Linked DNA regions of Bos taurus: region 1 is linked to region 2. Evidence: chromatin contacts called from public Hi-C data. All regions are on one chromosome and are shown on one strand. The core of a region is the stretch at or near the end of the contact, and the rest is flanking DNA. Distances in the headings are between cores, read along the strand shown.

The links. A called contact is a pair of places that touch in the nucleus more often than the background predicts.
Region 1: a Hi-C map of blastocyst shows a contact between it and region 2, with 5 times the contacts expected there. The contact joins the promoter of WIZ here to the enhancer-like site in region 2. A contact is called at or near these places in 4 of 11 Hi-C or Micro-C datasets (blastocyst, liver, skeletal muscle and 1 more).

What each region holds. Positions count from the first base shown.
Region 1 is chr7:7,703,763-7,706,462 of ARS-UCD2.0, reverse strand. It overlaps WIZ (WIZ zinc finger), which reads right to left and starts at 1,251. Exons shown (of 11, transcript XM_024994830.2): 1 at 1,098-1,251.
Region 2 is chr7:7,609,988-7,612,687 of ARS-UCD2.0, reverse strand. It overlaps CYP4F22 (cytochrome P450 family 4 subfamily F member 22), which reads left to right. Exons shown (of 13, transcript XM_002688557.5): 12 at 387-469; 13 at 1,048-2,021. The coding sequence ends at 1,225. Among named protein-coding and RNA genes, the nearest start is that of CYP4F22, 35 kb to the left of the region's middle. Within about 2 kb of position 1,312, at least 6 of the 102 cell types and tissues checked have an H3K27ac peak or open chromatin away from gene starts, as enhancers often do. A contact at or near this core is called in blastocyst and liver, where this site is marked.

The DNA of each region.
Region 1 (2,700 bases), core at 2-2,501, 94 kb before region 2:
AGATGCCTCCCTTCATTCATTCATGGTTGCACTTTTCCCAGTTGTGAACTCACTTCCATGCACATGCATATTCTATGCGTGTGCCTCAGCACTGCTACACTCTGATCCCATACACTGTCTCAAGTCTCCCCATCATTACCCCTGCACTTTTCTCACTCCTGTTGCCCGGATCAGTTACCCCTCACTTTTCCCACACTCCAACCCTCCGTCCACACACAACCTTAGGGTTCTCCAGCATTAACCCTTTCACCCTCACGCTCAGCCGCAAGTGACCCCAGCCTTCACCCTCTTGCTTCACCCCAACGTTACCCCTCATGCATACCCAGCCTGGGTTCCTCCATCCCACCCTCCCAAGATCTCTCCAGTCTGCGGGCAAAAGGGAAGGATGGAGCTCCTGGTCCAGAAATGAGGACCCTGGGGAGGCCATGGGGGGTGGGGGCTGTCTTCTCCACCTATAAATACCTTCAAGGTAACGGCGGAAAGTGAAGGGCAGGAATGAGGCGCCCTCCCCAGGGAGATGGTAGGGAGGCCGATCCCAGGCAACCGGGGCGGGGCCGGGGCTCCAGGCCTGGCTGCAGGCGCTGCCCTCGAGGGCCTGGGGGCTCCCAGGGGGCCTATCCGTGGACTGGCCGTTGTGGTGGGGGTCCCTGCCCAGGCCCCGAGGAACCACCTGCGGGTGCCCACCGGGTGGGCACTGCCCGCGGGGAACCGGCGGGACCGCAACTTCGGAGCACTTTGGCAGCGTGGGGAAGGGGGTTCCCTCCTGGACGCCCCCGGAGGTCGTAGGGGTGGTGGCGGCGCCGCGCCAGCACACCCCTCGGGGCGCCAGGGTCCACGCGATGCGCCCTCCGCCCGTGCACCTCGGGGCGGGAGACCCCGCGGGACGCGCCGAGGGTGGGGGGGGGACACCTGCCCCAAGACCCCCGCTCCTCCCCCCAACCTGTGCGGCCCCGCCCCCGACCAGGCCCCGCCCCTACAGGCCCCGCCCCCGCCCCCCGCCCCGGGGGGTCCCGCCTGGCCCGGCCCGGCCCGGGCCTCCCCCTCCCAGTGCCGGCTCCGCCCCGCCCGCGGGCTCCCCAGGCCGGGCCGGGCCTCACCGGGGAGGCGGCGCCGCCAGCTGGGTGCCGGGGCTCGGCGCTCCCTTCTTTGGTGCGGCCGTCGCTGCCGCTACCGCCCTTGCGGCTCCCGGTGCCGGTGCCACGGCCTCCGCAGCCGCCGCCGCCTCCACCGCTCGGGGGACATTGTCCCTTTAAATCGCTCCCCCCGCCGCCCCGCCCCCCCGGCGCGCCGCCGTGACCTCAGCGCGACAGCCCCGCCGCGCCGCCATGATGGGGAGGTCCGGGGCGCCCCCCCGCGCCACCCCGGTGGGGGGGCAGCCAGCAGGCGCGCCGCCATTTTGGGAGTGGCCAGAAGGGTGACCCTTAAAGGGCCCGCGCGACCTGAGAGTCCAGGGAGAGGCTCTGTTACCATGACAACACTCTTGTCCTCCTGTCCCTAATGGCTCTTCATCACCCCACTGGTTCTTCCAATGCTAGGCCCGCTAATAGCACCAGAAGAGTGGGAGGGGGCAGAGAAGTTCCCCCATGGGTCATTCACAGGTCATTGAGGATTCCACATGGCCAATCCGTAGCCTTCAGACCCTTGCTACCTTCCAACCACAAGCTCGTTTCCTCCTTCCCCATTACCTACCCTGGACTTCAGTACTTTCATGCCCCTAGAGCTGGCCTAGGTCCCCAGTGCAAAGCCCCCCTTTCCACCCAACCCCCAAGATCACAGTTGCCAAGGCGACCCCATAATGTACACAATGCTACTTCTCCCACCCATCACCCATCCACATATCCAAACTACCCATTCATCTCTCCACCCATTCACCCACACACCCAGCAACTCATTTACCAATCCAGTCGATTAACCACCTAGCCGTCCACCTCTCCCACCACCTATCCATCCATCCATTCATCTATCCACCCATCCATCCACTCACTCAATCAATGACCATCCACCTCCCATCTACCTACTCATCCATCCACTACCAATCTAAATACCTACTTATCCATACAACCAAGCAAACATCCACCCATCTCTGCACATAATCCTTTCATTCAGTCACCCAAAAGTGAAGTCACTTAGTTGTGTCCGACTCTTTGTGACACCATGGACTGTAGCCTACCACGCTCCTCTGTCCATGGGATTTTCCAGGCAAGAGTATTGGAGTGGGTTGCCATTTCCTTCTCCAGAGGCTCTTCCCAACCCAGGGAATGAACCCGGGTCTTCCGAATTGTAAGCAGACAGTTTACCATTTGAGCCACCAGGGAAGATAGTCACCCAAACACCTATCCATCAATTGCATGTTTGTCTTCTCCACTAGAGTGTAAGCTCCATGAGTACAAGAGTATGTTTGTGGAGTTCATTATTGTTTCCCCACTGCCCAGCCTGAGAGTCTCAGGAGACCTCAACAAATGTACATGCAGTACATATAACTGCTTGCTCATTTAATTCAAATATTTATTTCCTACTATGAACCAGGCCTTTTCCAGACAGACATACCCATCCCAGCTAACCACCTACTCAACTACTCACCTACCAGGGCAAACATCCAGCAAATGCTAACCTATTCATCTGCCTATTGTCCTATCCACCCTAATCCTCACCCATTTACCCACTCATGATTCAAGTGCCCATTCATTTTTTTCAACCACC
Region 2 (2,700 bases), core at 63-2,562:
AGCAGACAGTGAAGTGAGGAGGAAGAAAATAAGCAAATAAATAAGATCATTTTGAACTGTGATAAGTACACAAAGGAAACAAAAGCTGGCCTGGGTTGGGGGAGAGCAGTTTAGCTCACACAGTGAGGAAGGTCCTTACTAGAGAAGAGAGGGGTGAGCTAAAACTGAAAATGTTCACACTTTAAAAGTGTGAGGAGCAGGGAAAACTGTGTCCCATGTGGAGGCAACTGCCAGTGCAAAGGTCCTGTGGTAGAATGGAAAAGAGGCAGGTGTGGCTGGACCTCTTGGCCCAGCTGGTCTGGCCCCCAGAGGCTGAGGGAGGGAACCACGCTGGGACGGCCAGAATCAGGCCCCCTTAAACTCACCCACAATCTACTTCTGCCTAGGTGTACAACCCCTATCGCTTTGATCCGGACAACCCACAGCAGCGCTCCCCATTGGCTTACGTGCCCTTTTCTGCAGGACCCAGGTAACTTTTATTTCCCCCAATCCAAGTGAAGTGTAGGAGGAACATCAAGGCCAGTGGAAGGTCAGGGATGTGCCTGTTAGGAGCAGAAACCACTGGGGGTGTCCTGTCCACCAACCTGGTACCCTGTTCGTGCCCTCACTACATCAGGAAGCCCCCAAATCAGACCCTACGATATCATCCAGGGTATCAGATATCTACTCTATGCCAAGCTCTGAGTTCTGGGCTCATGTGCTCTTAATGGCTCTATGATGCCTTTGTCCGGGAGTTGAGGCTCCCAGTGTGTGTTAGCCGTTCAGTCATGTCCAACTCTCTGCGACCCCATGCACTGTAGCGCGCCAGGCTCCTCTGTTCATGGGATTCTCCAGGCAAGAGTACTGGAGTGGGTTGCTATGCCCTTCTCCAGGGGAACTTCCTAACCCAGGGATCGAACCCAGGTCTCCCTCATTGCAGGCAGATTCTTTACCGTCTGAGCTACCCGGGAAACCCTGAGGCTCCGAGGGGGAGGTCATTTCACTCCATCCCAGGGACCCCGCTCACACAGCGGCTTAGCCTGAGCCCCCCTGTCCTCCGTCCACCAGGAACTGCATCGGACAGAGCTTCGCCATGGCTGAGATGCGCGTGGCTGTGGCGCTGACGCTACTGCGTTTCCGCCTGAGCGTGGACCGAACACGCAAGGTGCGGCGGAAGCCCGAGCTCATTCTGCGCACGGAGAACGGCATCTGGCTCAAGGTGGAGCCGCTGCCTCCGCGGGCCTGAAGGTGGCGCGCCCCTGAAGGTCGGCGCTCCTGCGGATCCCGGGGGCCCAAGCCCCGCCCCGAGAGGCCTAGGTTCCGCCCCCGAGGGCCCAGGCCCCGCCCCCAAGAGCCTGAGGGCATAGACCACGCCCCCTGGAAGGCTCAGCTCCTGGAGGACCGGACTCCCCCGTTAAGCAGCCTGATGGTGCAGGTCACAACCACTCAAGGCAAGGCTCCGCATCTGGAGGGTCTGATCCCGCCCCTCGAGGTCGAGAACCCGTCCCCCTAAGTGCCAGTTTCCGCCCTCTTATTTGAGGGACCAGGATTGGCCACGTTCCCTTGGGCTCAGGCCCCTCCCCAGCATCTCTCGGAGGACCAAGGATAGATACCTTAGGCCTCTAGGCTACAAGCCCAGTCTACCTCAGATCGCGGCTGGCTTTTAAATTGAAGACTTGAAAACTGGAGCCTGAGATCAGAACCCTGAACATCACCTTCCTGAAGCCCCCAGCTCACAGGGATGAACTCCCGGGGCTGCATCCCAGGGCCCAGGATGTTTGTTGTTGACTTGTAAGCCCAGACTCTCCCTCTCAAGCCCCTTCCTTCTTCCCTTGCTCATAACCCCTTTGGCGAGTGTCCTGAATTTTGTAGAATATAAGCAAAGCATGCAGACAGCTCCTATCACCCACTCCCTAGCCAGATCAGATCCTCACACCTGGATTCCAGTAAGGAAATGAGGGGTCCTGGACAGCTGGGAAGTTGTGGGCTAGGAGGCTGGGAAGCTGTTTGTCTTCGGACATAAACTTGGGCTTTTTGTGACAGTTTGTGCATTCGTTTATTTCAACATGTGCATGCTAAATCTCTTCACTGGTGTCTGACTCTTTGCAACCCTATGGACTGTAGCCCGCCAGGCTCCTCTGTCCATGGGTTTCTCTGCACAAGAATAACTGGAGTGGATTGCCATGCCCTCCTCTAGGGGATCTTCCCAACCCAGGGTTCAAATCCCTTTTGTCCCCTGCATTGGCAGATGGGTTCTTTACCGTTAGTGCCACCTGGGAAGCCCCTTAATTCAAAATACTGCTTAGTAAGTGTCCAATGGCACTGGGCTGTGAGCACAACAGCAGGTAAATCCCTGCCCTCAGGAGGATGGGGGACATGTCCTGGACAAATAATTCCATGGGTAAATGTATTTACAACCTGTGACAAGTGCTGCAAAAGAGAAGCTTTGGTGCTGGGCAAGCATAGCAGGGGTTGAAGGGTGGCTCAAGGAGAGCTACTCTGATGCTGAACCTGGAGTAGAAGTTGAGGGTTGAGAAGGGAGTGAAGTGCATTCCAGGAAGCAGGAACAGCATCTGCAAGTGTCCTGGGGTGAGAGAGTGTGGTGTGCTCATGGAACTCACAAAGGGACTAGGGTGGCTGGATCTGGGGAGTGGGGCTGGAAGGGAGGAAGGGTGGGAGGAAGGGTGGGTCATGTCACAGTACAGGTTTTATGCAGAGGGT